Linked DNA regions of Danio rerio: all the other regions are linked to region 1. A link is a contact called in public Micro-C data. All regions are on one chromosome and are shown on one strand. The core of a region is the stretch at or near the end of the contact, and the rest is flanking DNA. Distances in the headings are between cores, read along the strand shown.

Region 1 (4,982 bases), core at 687-3,186:
CTGTGTTGTTGCGCGCGTACTGAATAGCGGTGTTGTCAGCACACTGTTCAGATTGATGCAGACATGAGACCTCTATCTCACTCATGGTTTGTCCTCTCAAGTGGGGGAAAGACAATGCACAACGTTACCCACTGCTGTCAACCTGGGCCAAGTCATATCTCTCTTGTCCCAGAAACCTCAGTCCCAAATGAGAGGGGTTTTTTTTTTTTCTGTTGCAGGGGACATTGTAAATGCCCAGAGATGCCAGCTTTTACCAGATTATAGTTATATGATCATTTTCCTTATAAAACCCATCTCTATCTAAGTGAGTGAGTGATTAAATGTTGAATGTGATGAGTTTTCAACAATACTAAATTGAAACTTTATTTTTTTTACATGGTTTAATATTTTTTTGTTATTAAAATTGAAGTTCCTGTTTCAAAGCTTACAGATAGATGGCTAATTTGTATGTCATTGACATTTTGGCACTTTTTTGGAGTATTTTCATAAGTTTAGTTTTTTCCTGTAAATGATTCAATAAATACCGTACCGTGCCATTCATACCGAGGTATTACCGTACCGTGAAATTCTGATACCGTTACATCCCTAATAAACACCGAAAAGTGATTCACCTCATATATATACACAAATAAAAATATTCCACATTTGATATATACATTTTTTCATATTCGTTTTCAACAGTGTCAAATTTAACATTTAATCTCAATGTCAAAAAATGCTTCTAAATCATCACATTTACACACATCTCAGTTGGTGTGGTGCGGCTTTATTTAGCCGACTCTGATTTTGTGTGATTTTTGTGTTGTTTTTTTCTGGTCATTCCTGCTGTCAATGGAGCAGTCCAGCAAAATGACAAAGAAAGCTGATCCTGATTGGTCCTCGTGCATGCATTAAAATGCTGATTGGCTCACAGAAAGTACCTTATTGAGCCAAGCTAGAGTTTTTGTTTTTTTTAAATAAAAAGTCTTAAAATGTAATCAACTTATAAAAAAACATCCCATAATGTAAGTAAGCTGTCATTTAATAAGAAAATGTCAATAACTCAATTTTGACAAAAATGTCAGATAGAACCTTATAATTCTAAAGTGACGATTTGTGCTGCCCATTACATTACAAACCACAGGAGAGGGTGAATTCTCCAGCAGGATAGCGCTCCTTCTCATACTTCAGCCTCCACATCAAAGCTCCTGAAAGCAAAGAAGGTCAAGGTGCTCCAGGATTGGCCAGCCTGATTACCAGACATGAACATTATTGAGCATATCTGTGATAAGATGGAGGAGGAGGCATTGAAGATGAACACAAAGAGTCTTGATGAACTCAGGGAGTCCTGCAGGAACGCTTTCTTTGCCATTCCAGATAACTTTATTAATCAGTGATGTGAGTCAGTGCAGAGATGTATGATGCAGTCCTCCAAGCTCATGATGGAGTCAGACACAATATTCATTCTGTCTCCACTGCAGCAGGACTTTATATTCTATACTGGACATTATTTCTGTTCAGTTTTTGACTGAGCAGAGTCAGACCTTACTGTAATATTAAAATCATTCTAAATCAAGGCCTGATCATATTTTATTGTGGTCAAATAAGCGTAATCTAGAGGCCTTTGCCTTTCATATAAGCCACTTCTGATACCAAATGATCAACTAAAAGTCATTATTTGCTGCTCCTAAAGCTCGGATATGTGACAAGACTTTTGTCAGGTAGTGTATATTATGCATGCATGTGTGTGTGTGTGTGTATGCATATGTGCGTGTATGCATGTATGTTTGTATGTATGTGTGTGCACTATATGTGTTTGTATATATGTGTGTGTGTGTGTATAGTGACTGAGCAAATGGAACAGCTCAGGCTACTCTGATTGGTCCAGAGAGAGCAGTGATGTCACTCCTCTCAGCCTCGAGTTACGCAGCACCAAAGCCAGACGTGTTACTCGGCAACCAAACCAAAACAAACACTGCAGACGCTCCAGAGGAACGTAGAACTCGTCTGGAAGCACACACTGATGTAAACACTGTGAACGGGACACCGGCTGACGTCACTTCATAGACTGTTAAAGAGATTGCGTTTTAGAATTTTCTTGGATTTGTTAGGGGTTAAAGAATCAAGCAGTTACTCCACAGCCACACTCTAAAAAATGTTGTTCAGACCAAACTAAAAAAATTAGTACAACAGTTTGCATCAATATATTCAAGTTACGGTTAAACGAAATGAAGTTCAGACAACAAACTTTATTATATTAGCCAAATGACCTTTTCCTTTTGAATCAGAGGCATTTTATGTAGAATAAACTCCAGTTTTTAGGTTGGGTACTCAAAAAATAACGTGTTTAACTATTTTTTAAAAATAAAATGTAAAATAAGTCCAGTGTTAGTGTTATGTATTTAATTACCAGTGTTGGGAAAGCTACTTGACAAATGTAGTGAGCTAAGCTATTAGCTACTCTACTTAAAATGTAGCTTAACTACACTAAAAGCTACTGTTACGAATTAAATTAAAAAGCCTTAATCAAAAAGAGATTTAACCAAAACGTAACAAAATAACAGGGATTAAAAATAAAATCCCTGGTGCCCCCGCACTCTCTCTCCCCAAAATATATACCAAAAACACAACCACTGAGAATTAACAAGAAAATATGATTTATTTACAGAAATAAGGAGCAAAAATAACATCAGGAGGGGTTCAGCCAAAATAAATGACAATAAACCAAGCTAACTAAATTAGATTAAACTTCCCTAGAAAACAAATAAAATAAAATACAGAAAACTTACCTCCCTACTAACAAACACAGGAGAAAACGAAAATAACAAAACCTCCCTGCATGCTCCAAGCCCGACAGGGAGACAGAAAACCAGGCTTTAATCGCTGGTTAAAAATGAACAAAAACACATCGGCATCTCGCATAATGCCACAAAGAGATAGAAGCAAACAGTCATTTGATCGCTAGTCTCCACTGAGCACAAACGGGGAATCAAGAGAGAGAGGGGAGCCATCGAACCCATGTTCTCTGCAGGTTTTTATAGCCGCCGCCAATCCAAGCGCCAATCATGATCCGTCCCAACGTAATCCGCTGCACCTGCGAATACTCAGAGCTAGAGAAAGAGAGAGAGAGAGAGAGAGAGAGAGAGAGAGAGGAACACCACACACAAGCCTACACTACACTACTCGTAACACTACTGTTACTGCATCTTAAAGGGCCATGACACCCCCTCGTTTCAGCAGGGTGTTTTCACACCTCTACTCTAAAAAGCCAGAAAAGTGGGCGTGTCCAGCTCTGTTTAGGGGGGAGTGTCGGAGGAAGAAAAGAGGCACGGTGTGGGAGTGTCTATTTGGGCGCGCGACTGTGTTTACATGGGCGTCTGTAGTCGAATTATTTGCCAAATTATTAAATGGTGGACTTTAACTGTCTTTCATTCAGAGAATTCATTCATGTCCCTCGCGACAAGCTAAATATTTGATTCGAGGAACTGCTGTAAGCGTGTATTTTTCATGCAATGTTTGATACCGCACGGCGAATGAGAGAAAAAAAACATCAGCATTTCCCGGAAACTTAGATGCTCACGGCAGGTAGCGTCAGAAAGCCGCGTGTGTTATTCCGGTCACTAAATGTGGTCAAAATCCTACACGAGGTTAAAGTTTGGTTGTAGTGCTAACATGTTTACACTCGAGGCAATAGTTTGTTCGATACAAACAAACTGAATAAACAAAGAGCACTGGTCGCTCACTTACCAAATCTGTAGAGACAGGACAATCCACAGCAACTACAGCCGCGTCTTTATTAAGAGGAGACTACAAGCGAATCCGGATCTCAGCGTTTGCAGATGAGAATAGCTCTCAGGTAAACAATGTTCCTCCTTAGACACGCAAGTTATTGTTGTCGAGCGTCGCGTACACTGTTAATCCACACGTGACTCCAGCTGAGCTCTCACAGAGAGAAAATGAAAACAAAACTTAACGGCAGCAACCTATAAAAGCAACACTTCACGCTTGTTTTGCCAACACAACGTGGCGTGAGTGTCGTCTAAACACTGTGACAGTAATGAATATTAATGAAGTTGCACAATAGAGCGCGCTGATTGGTTTGAACTAAGCCTTACTCATGCATTAATGCAGCACACTGTAAGACGTAATAAGAGTCACTCTGGCACAGACGTCCAGTCTACACGCTGGAATACACGCTATTATGTCATGGCCGTGACGCAGCTTCAAAAATTAGTTTCAAACCGGAAGTACGAATTTGCTTGAAATAACGCAAAAACAACCAATTTACACTTTTTAGTGAAATATAGGTGTCCTAATAGTGTTTATAGCAGTGTGGGACACATATACGCCTGTCAACAGCTCAAAACATTTGTTTTGGTGTTTCGTGACCCTTTAACATGTACTTCTCAGTTTGGTCATGAGAAATCCTGCTTTAGAAATAACTCCTCTCACTCAGTCATCTTTCCATCAAGCAAGTTTCGGTTGGTGACATTGCCAACCAGAGGTGGCAGTAACGCACCAAAAAGTTTCTTGTCGAACACCGTAAAACAGGAAGTAGAAGAATTCCTCATTCTAGCCATCATATGGATTTACTATCACCGGCTACACACCGGCGCGGCTACACAATTCCCCTACAGCACATTTGTTTGGGCTATGGGACATGCAAACTCCACAAGGAAATGCTAACTGGCCCAGTCGGGACTCGAACCAGCGACCTTCTTGCTGTGAGGCGGCAGCGCTAACAGGGGTGTAGTGGACATTTTAAAAGTGGGAGGGAGAGCTGTATGAAATCCAAAAGTTTACATTCATATAATTATTAATCACCTGTTTCTAAATGGTCCGTCTCTAAAAGTGAGGGGAACATATACTCCGTCCCCCCTGGTTGCTACGCCCCTGCTGACCACTGTGCCACCTCTTTAATTTAATTTAATCCCTGCTAAAAAATCCAGCTTAAACCAGCCTAGGCTGGTTGGCTGGTTTTAGCTGGTTGACCAGCCTAGTTT
Region 2 (4,982 bases), core at 827-3,326, 250 kb before region 1:
CCAGCAATGGAAGTGTTATTTTTACTGTACTTTTTGGTACCTTTTTTGAATAATGTTATTGTATGGTTGTATTTTACATGTCTACTGGATTTGCCACATTGAGGTTCGGGAGCTGCCAGAGCTTTTGAAATAAAACGATTTTGAGTAAATTTTTCTCAATGTTTCCAGATGTTTACTATGCTTTTTCTGCTTCCTGTTGTTGCATAGCGTAGGAGAGTCTTTTTAAAAAAAAAAAAAAACATCCAGTGAATGTCAGCGTTTTGGGTAATATCTAATAGTGACTGGAAGTGTCTGCTCTTTTGTTGGCTTTTCATTTTAATCCTGTTTCTTTTATTTTGTTTGACTTGCCTGCTGGGTTATGATGCTTCAGTTTGTCAATTTGGATTTATTTGCTAGTGACCAGCATTGTTGCTTACTGAAATCTCATTCCTATAGTGCTTTTTGGTAGAAAATAAATGATTTGTAAGTTTTTGGAAGTGTTCTTGTTTACTGGATAACAATAATGTTAACTTGTCATGGATAACATGTAATGTTAACAACTTTGATTGACACTTGCATTTTATTTATTTTAATGCAATGATTACATTTTTAAAACCTAAGCACCTATCCACTTGATGAAAGCCACGTAAATTCTTGTTTGCATCTATCTTATTTATTTATTTTTTTTAAATGGGACTTGATGATGAAATGCAGTAGATTATGCTTATTAATTATGCTAGTACAGAGTAGCTGCATAATTAAATCTTGCATTTTAATACAAACTCTTAAGAGTAAGATTTAAGGTGGGTCTGGTTCAGGTTGTAAACAGGTTTTTAAGCATCAAAACAAGTGCAATCCAGTATCAAATGAGGACTAAGACTAGTTACCTGTAGAAAATGCTAAAATCATTCACTATTAGAACAAATGTTATAGACAACACCTTTTTCTAGACTATTCACTGATCAGACTCCACTATAGGTTAATTGTCTAATGATTCTTGGAACCATTTTCTTTTTGCAAAAACAATGGCGTTATACAAAATGCATGACATTTAACCATGTTTAGATTTCATATGTAAAAAGAAAAAAAAATGTTAATGCATATAGCAAAAATTATTAGTATTTTTTTTCAGCAATTGCAAAATATGTTAGCTCTAGTTGTGAACATATTGTGTCATATGCCAGATTTCAGTGGCTCTTGGGCTGTGTAACGCCAATATTTGCACTTATTTGTCATTAATTGATATTTTCTTTAAAGTTACTGGAGACTGCACTGTGAATACATGCGTTTAGTATTTAGAGTATATTAATGCACTTTTGTAGATTTATTTTGAAAAAGAAAAACATCTTAGGACTAGGAGTAGTTTTGAGTGTTCACACTGAAGATTTCTGGGGGAAAACGTATATAACCCGAAAACTTGAGGTGCATACTTGCAGTAGGCTACATGAAAAAACAGTATTTGGACAAAAGTAGTAGTAACCTAATCGTGTAGACTCCAAGAAACTGCTCAAATATAAATTTTGCTTTTGTTTGAACATTAAGCACCAAAATACGACAAAGCAACACAATTCAGTATGAATCCTCTATTATATTTTACCTAACACGAATCGCTTCAGCGAATCGGTTCGTTTGAATTATGACTAAAGTTTACAGACGTATTTAGGCAAGGTTTTATGTGTTATTTAGTTTTTTGTGAATATATATAGATAAAAATAGATCGTTTCGGGTAAATAAAATACTTTTCCAACATGAATTTGCTTTTGTTTGAACGAAAAACGTCAGATCCCGACAAAACTGAATAATTCAGTTCCATTTAACTGCACAACTCGAATTCAGCGAATCAGTTCGTTTGAATTTCGACTAAATACATGTCACTGAAATATTTAGGGCAGGTTTTATGTGTTATTTATTGATTATTTGTATCAATATATGCATAAAAACGTATATTTTCGGTTACATTAAACCGCGCAACAGCATCGCCTTCTCTGAAAAGTATAATCAACCGATATCAATTCAATCAGCTCTTCTGAATTGTTTGGAGAACCGATTCTATGTAATGAATCAATTTGTGTGATTGGACTCACCTGTGTTGAGGTTAAAGTAAACACGCGGTCAGATAGCAAAACAAAAAAACGTAAATATTAAGGAAATATAAATCGACGCCACAACGTTTGAATAACGCAATGAAGACGTTCATTAAGGGTCCGATTAACTATCACTCGATTGATTTAGCATGCCTATTTACCCGAAACAAACCGAAGGACGTTACTCAGGTAAGATTTTATATGAGTGACTCGATAAATGTTATAACGTTAACATTTCAGCTGTGTGTGTATCTTTATACTGTAATGACAAATGTGGGAAAATGTGTTTAAAGTTAAAGGAATATATCATTTTGTTGTGTGTATTTTATGTTGTCGTCCAGAAGAGGTCGCTAGCTGGCAATAAAAGAGGGGGGAACAGTTAATAAAATGGACGACCTTAGTGATTGAATGAACAAGGTTGATGTCATTGGTAATACTTTACAAAAAGGTTAATGTTAGTTAATGCATTTACTTACACTAATAAACAATGAACAGTACATTTATTACAGTATTTGTTCATGTTAGTAACATTAGTAAATGACAATCCAGTTGTTCACTGCTAGTTCATGTTAACTCACGGTGCATTAACTAATGTTGACGAGCATAAATGTGGATGTTAATAATGCATTAGAGCAATTCCAGCGTTGTAGATGTAACATTTGCAGTAAAATCTCAAAACATAAACTGACAAAGGAAGCATATGTTAACAATATTAAAACATCTCTATATTTTTCAAAACAACTAGCCAGAGTTGTGGAAGCAGAAAAATATCAATCTGTATGAGGGAAATAAACATGCGTTACGGATGTGACAAAAAAGGTCTGCAAGTTTACAGTATACAAAATTCTTTGTAGAAATTCTGTGAATTAAACTGCACAACCCAAAAGAAACGATGCTAATCAAAAGGAGAAGAGTTGGATCACTGTAGAACAAACATGACAGATTTTATTTGATTTTTTTACATTTTTACATTTATGAGGAAAAAGTGTTGTTATAGATGTGACGGATGTGAAATTGCCACTTGTGTGACTTTGTCAGTGTTTTCAAAAAATTATGTTTGATTTTGCCAGAGACATTTTTCAGTATTTTTAAAGCACTGTAAAATACAAACTTACACAAAAATAGCAGAAACGGTTTTGCTATTTTGTTGAAATTATTTATTTATTTTCATGGCAAGGCTGAGACTTGCATGCAATTGCTCATTAGTAAATGTTAAACAATGATTAATACATGCTGTACAAGTATAGATCACTGTTAGTTCATGCTAGTAAATACATTAACTATGAAACCTTATTATAAAGTGTGGCCGTGACATTTTTAATTTGCCCCAACAAGCAGTCATTTAGAAAAACAAAAAACAGAGTTATTAATTTACGTTTTTGTATATCCTTTACCATGAAATATTTAGTTATTTTTAATTGTTTATATTTGTATTAATTTAGTATTTAATTACATGTTATATTAACAATATGATTTAATTACTTAAAAACATTTGTATTTAAATTAAGATCTGTATGACCAGGACATGTGCAATTTCTGTCATTAAAACTGTTAATTAATTGTCAAAAAATATATAAAAACGGTGAGAAAATCACCTTGGTGCTCATAAACCTTAATTAATAAAAAAAAATATAATAATAATAATAATAAAAACACAAACTAACAATGAAATGTGTCTTTATATCATCTAACGCTACTCTCAGAAATAAAGGTACGCGAGGGCGTCACAGGGTTACTGGGGCGGTACCTTTTCAAAAGAGCTCGAAATTAACCTTTTTTCTTGGTAGTACCGGCGCTCCTAACTTCAGAAATTTAGGCACACCAGACAAAATGTAGTCGCACCTACCAAAAAAAAAATTTATTTACATGAACAGATTCTATTATATATTAACACCCTAATCACAACTAACAAATAAACAAAAATCTGCATGCGCTCATCACCGGCCAGCTGCACGCATGCACTGCTTGATGTGAACGAGATGAAGGGAGTTAACAATATGCTGTATATCAGTCGCATGACTGACAGCATCGTGACTATTAAATGAAGGATTAAATAACGTTAGAACGTCTCGTGCTTAAAATGTGTAGATTCAGTGGCAAACACTGTTCCCAGAAAACTCCATACCACGTCCGGCTTTACAGTGAATCTTTTAGTCATTTTCATTGCAGATTTTAAACTCTGGAAGTCTTTTATCCACTCTTCGAAAAGTGTAAATGCTGGATTGACATTCATTACATGATCACTAATCAGACGTGTCATTATTTGTAACTTTAGGTGCTTTCTAAAACTACATCTCTCAGTGTTGTTCATTCTCTCGTATCGGAACTGAGTGATTGACAGCTGATTTTAACCAATCCATTCGCATTCTGTTCTAGCGTAGTAGGCCAATAAGAAGAGCTTGAAGGTGGGACAAGCATTGCAGGGTTTGTTTACAGCAGCAAGTTGACATGTCAACTGTTTTAAACCATTCCTGAATTGCTGCATTTGGTGTTTTTAGGTGCAAAGATGCTTAAAGCTGCGTTCACACTGGACTTTTGAGGTTGCATAGATAATATTTCGGGTGCATGTGCGACCAAAATGGTCGCAATTTTGAGATCTGCATTTGTACTTAAAGGGTCCATATTGGTACCTCAAAAGTATATATTAGTACCTAAAAAATTTAAGAGGAACACTTTTGTACTTTTTAGGTATTAATTTGTACCCTAGAGCAGGGATTCCCAAACTTTTTTATTCCAGGACCCACCTAGGCAAGTAATTCAATCTCAAGACCCACCATAATATTTTATTATGGAAAAATGGGAAAAAAAAAAGTATCCATTCAAAGCAGTCAAATGTGTTTGGATTTCGCGATTTGATATGCACAAAATGAGGCTCGAAGTGCTTTTTGTAGGATGCTGGCTGCAGGGGCGCCTCCAAGG
Region 3 (4,982 bases), core at 1,381-3,880, 180 kb after region 1:
TAAACCTCATTTTCTGGCTGAAACTTCAACTTAAGTTGTGTCAGAAAATGATTAGAATGATTTTACCATTTATTACCACTGTAAATGCCCCCAAATTATTACTTCTATCAATTTTCAACTGCTTAAAACTTACTACTAAGATTGCTTACTGTTTACATTAAGTAATTTACAGTACTAAAGGAATACAGTACTCATGACTATTATATTTGCATCAAGCTATTACTTTAGCAAATGCCAGTGATTTCTAACTCAAACTGACTCATGAAGCATCCATATTGGGTTAAATTTTAATTAAAAAATTGTTGGGATGGTAATTAAATAAGTGAATCCCGGTTTTCTGATTGCATATGTCTAAAAACACTTTGCTAATGATGTTCAAGAACTCAAGATAAGCTTTTAGGAGATTCAACAGCGCCTGCATACATTTAAGATAAAGCATCAACTTACAAGAAAGCTAGTTGGATGGGATTTAAATGGTAACAATACCATGGTATTAGCATTGCGAACTTAAAACAAAAACAAGCTTCTACTTAAACTAGAAATAAAAGTTATTATAGGGTAAATTATAGGGTGTTTTAAAAATAGGTGAAATGCTTGGAATACTATAGTAAAACTAAAACATTTACTGCAATTGATCTCAAACTCAAACTAAACCTCCATACTAAAAAAACAACAACATAAACCTCATTTTTTAGCTGAAACTTCAACTTTAGTCGTGTGCAAAAACTATTAGAATGATGTTACCACTGTAAATAACCACAAATCATTATTTATCTCAATTTTTAAACTGCTTAAAATTTACTACTAAGACCTTTTACATTTAAAGTAGTGTAAATAAATGGTGTTAAAACATTGTGATAACATCTTTAAAAAAACCTTCACTGCGAGTAATATTAAAACTAAAAGTACGCTTTAAATGTAGAATTAAACTGGCTAATTCACATACTATTTCACAAGAACATGGTATTTTCATAGTAAACATAACAACAAAAAAAATTTGCATTGCATTTCAACTCAAACCAAACTTTTGAGAGGCTTCAGACATCTGCTTAAATTTAAGATGAAACTTCAACTTACCAGGTGGTTTAAGAAAATCGGTGGGATATCTTGAGTACGGGGGTGGGGGGGATTCTGGAAGAGAAGAAAGAGAGAGAGAGAGGCCGTGAGTGGAGATGTGGGCTGATGATAAGGCCTGGCATTCTCTGGGAAAAGTGTTTGTGTAGTGCTGAGGGTTAGAGGCAGGACAGCTCTGATAAACACACGGCCGCCTGGCGCCAGACTCCACACACACACACACACACAAACACGCACACACACACAAACTAACTTCACTGAACACTGGGGCCTCCGGCGGGTTTCACATGAACAACCACAGACTGGAGGTCCAGCTGAAAAGTCTGTTGCATTTCTCCACATGGAAACACAACATTCATCACTCGGAGAATAATAATTTTAATCAGAACCAGCTGATTCCTGATGCTAATGGCTTGTTTGATTAAATAGTAAGGTAGATTAATAAAGCCTAAATGTGTCTAACATTGTTATATATGCTAAAATAACTTACATATGTTTTCTCCAAGTCAACAAACACACTCTTGATGTCTGTTTTAATATGTCTAACGCAAATATACTATCATCGTCATTCTATTTGAGCATTTTTAGTAAACAAGAAGTATGTCAGACACACTGGAGCCTGAAGTGCTGCATTCATGAGCCAACATTGATGTTTAGCAGGAAGCTTGAGGTTATTCTCACCTAGTAGATTTTACAATAACCTACATGTGTGTCATTATAATGCTACATAAGCACCATAAGAGCCTTTCACAATGGCCAGAACAGTTTGAGTTCAAATCCCCCAGTGTTCTCTGTTCTATACGGACCTGTAATTAGATACCACAGCTTATACGAACGTTATTACAATCCTACATAAGCACCAAAGCCAAAAGAAACCAAGATTTGTGTTCAAGAGACATATTTAGCACATTATCACAGTGTTATACATCAACATCAGTGGTGAATGTGAGCAGATTGATGTTCATACCGAGCTCGCAGAGTCTGCTCATATGATGCGGGTTGCAGCACACGAGCTCCGGGTTGATTTTCCCATAAGATTCACAGCACGAAAGTCTCTTTAATTCCGAGGAGTGCCGGAGGTCCGGCCACCGAAACACCTTGTAGAGCAGCAACGGCAGCGGGTACGACTGTTGACCCAGCCTGGCGTCCGCTTTCCCGGGCAGGAGGAGGCAGGGGCTCCGCGCTCCCCCCCGGGATTCAACCGCCTGTAAAAGCACCTCCAGCTGCTTCTCCTTGATCTTCTTCAGGATCGAGTATGTCAGCGCTTTTAGTTCGGCCTCGGTGCCGGGGTTCGGCTTACTGGCCAGGCAGCAGCCTGCGGTGCCGCCGCGCGTACCAGTGTCCGCGTCCCCCTCACCCTCCACGGGCGCGCGGCTCCTCCAGAGTCGCCGGACGAGCCCCGATCGTTTGGTCCTGAACATGCGGGACGACAAGAGGGTTCCCCGGCTACAAAACGGCCATTTTGTCCGCAAGTCATGAAGATCCGGAGGTCCGAATCCACAGGCGCAGAGCAGACGGCGGAGAAACGGCGAGCAGGAGAAGCGCACGCGATCTGTTTCATACGCCAGACTTTAATATTTCACCAAACCAACCGACGCGGAATCCAAAAAAACTGTGCGACTGTCTGGAAATGAAACGACCTCGAATCGCGGTCACACCGAGTGCGCAATCATCGATCCACAAGTTCGTTAATCCACAGCGACCATCCGCGATCTCACATTCGGGATTAATAACCGTTTTCTCGGTCTGGCATCAAATCTGCAGCACAAACCGACACGTTAAATCGTTAAATCCACATCAGACCCGCTGAGGAAAATCTGTCGCTCTCCTCGACGGCGATTCGGAAAAAAAACAGGTTTGCGTTTGAAATATCCACCACAAAAAAATCCGTGTCCCGGTGATCGGTAATGCGGGAAGTTTCCTAGTGCGAGACGCAGAAGAGTCGATGAAGAACTGAAGGACTGAGGAGGAGATGAAGATCAGACGCCTGTGTGTGTGTGTGTGTGTCCCTCTCTCTCCGCGTCTCCGTGTCTCTCATTGGCGCGCCGCAGGTCATGTGATTGTCTAGACACCCTGTCGCTTTAAAAAAAAGAAAGAACAGGCAGGAAAAAGTCATTGTGTTGCGCAAACATAAAACAAAGTAACATGTACCGTCAGACTGACACATCGGACACCGAGTTTATAAAGTCACAGATGGATTTAGAATCGTGTGTTTGTACTATTTGTACTGTAGTGCTATGAGGGACGAACTGTAGTTTCAAATGTGAACGCACACACACACACACACATACACACACAAACAGGCGCCAGGCGCACAGGTAAGTTCACATTAAGTATGACACACACACACACACACACACACAGACAGACAGACACACATAGAGACAGACAGAATCAACTCAACAAATGTTTATGAAGCAATCAAGACATGTTTACATGGAAAAATACTTTTCCATGAAGTCTGGAAATATTAAATGGTTTACACAAATGTAGTAAATACACAATATACAATTATGTTTATATATTTAATATTAAATTGGTATATAATTATTATTATTATTTTTATATACATATTTATTGATGTTATATATACGGAATTCTCAATATACTATGGATTGTTAAATTTTAAAATCAATTGGTTTGTTTACTATTATTATTATTACTATTATTATTATTACATTTATAATTACTATTATTATTATTTGTAGTATTATTATTATTTGTATTATTATTATAATTGTTACTATTACTATTATTAACATTATTACATTTAGTATTATTATTATTATTACAATTATTAATATCATTATTATTACCTTTATTTTTACAATTGTTATTATTACAATTATTATTACAATTATTATTATTATTACAAATATAATTAATATTAGTTATTATTATTATTATTATTATTACCATTTTATACATTTTATTTAAAAATTTCCAAATAGTATTATTGTTTTTTTATATTGTATACTATATTATTTTATTATTTATATTATTTTGCATTGTATTTGGATGACTATTATCATCATTTTTGTTGTTGTTGCTGTTCTACCAAATATTTATATTACATGAATATTTAAATTAATTTGTCTTATTAATTATTATTATTATTATTATTATCATCATGTTTGATTGTGTGAATGGATTTCCTCTATAAAAACTCACGAACTGCTGCCGCCTACCGGTTAGAAAAATTACACATTTTTAAAGTAGACACACACACACACACACACACACACACACACACACACACACAGACACACGCAGTTAGTATAATAAAAAAAAAAATTTTTGAGGTTGTGCAACGAGTTTTGGTGCATCAGATGAGTCACAGTTTACACACACACACACACAATACAAATGCAATCTCCAAACCACTCAAGAGCTTTCATCTGTTCATCAGTAGCTCGATCTTTTCAAAACACTCAATGCTTTCGCGGGGTTTTGGGGAATGAAGGGGGTCGCGCGCTCTGATCATTGACGGACACAAAGGCGCGCGGCGGGGGAGCGTGGGTCACAGGCGGCCGGCGCGCGCTCAACTGTTTTTATTATTATTACTATTTTAATTATTATTATAATGCTCAAAAACGGTGCATACAATATTAAGGTATACATAAAATAACAAATATGCAAAATACATATATCCTTAATGATGAAAAACAACATAAAAAGAAAGAAAACAGAAAAACAAAAAAAAACACGAGGGGTATTAAACAACACATATTGAAAAGGCTAAATATATAAGTCAATAAACGTTTGCAAACAGATCTTTTAGGCTTTTTGTTGTTAGATGATTTTTGCAATTACAGATCTGCACAAATTATTCAATAAAAACACTAAACAAAGGCCTGGAGGTTGAAAAACTGGACTTATGAATGTAAAGATGTATATAGAGCAAAAAC

Evidence for each region. Hi-C and Micro-C count contacts between places; a contact is called where the count stands out from the background.
Region 2: a Micro-C map of caudal fin shows a contact between it and region 1, with 5 times the contacts expected there. The contact joins two enhancer-like sites. A contact is called at or near these places in 3 of 18 Hi-C or Micro-C datasets (caudal fin, hematopoietic stem cells and an unstated tissue).
Region 3: a contact with region 1 is called in a Micro-C map of caudal fin, with 2.9 times the contacts expected there. The contact joins the promoter of smad7 here to the enhancer-like site in region 1. A contact is called at or near these places in 1 of 18 Hi-C or Micro-C datasets (caudal fin) and 2 of 4 datasets of contacts at active chromatin or transcription factors (caudal fin and embryo).

What each region holds. Positions count from the first base shown.
Region 1 is chr21:4,022,430-4,027,411 of GRCz12tu, forward strand. The region is part of intron 7 of ctif (CBP80/20-dependent translation initiation factor); the gene reads left to right. Among named protein-coding and RNA genes, the nearest start is that of ctif, 59 kb to the left of the region's middle. Within about 2 kb of position 1,937, at least 41 of the 62 cell types and tissues checked have an H3K27ac peak or open chromatin away from gene starts, as enhancers often do. A contact at or near this core is called in caudal fin, where this site is marked.
Region 2 is chr21:3,773,200-3,778,181 of GRCz12tu, forward strand. hnrnpabb (heterogeneous nuclear ribonucleoprotein A/Bb) reads left to right here. Exons shown (of 9, transcript NM_213302.1): 9 at 1-470. Among named protein-coding and RNA genes, the nearest start is that of hnrnpabb, 9.2 kb to the left of the region's middle. Within about 2 kb of position 2,077, at least 5 of the 62 cell types and tissues checked have an H3K27ac peak or open chromatin away from gene starts, as enhancers often do.
Region 3 is chr21:4,206,428-4,211,409 of GRCz12tu, forward strand. smad7 (SMAD family member 7) reads right to left here and starts at 2,631. Exons shown (of 4, transcript NM_175082.3): 1 at 2,042-2,631; 2 at 1,078-1,131. The coding sequence starts at 2,495.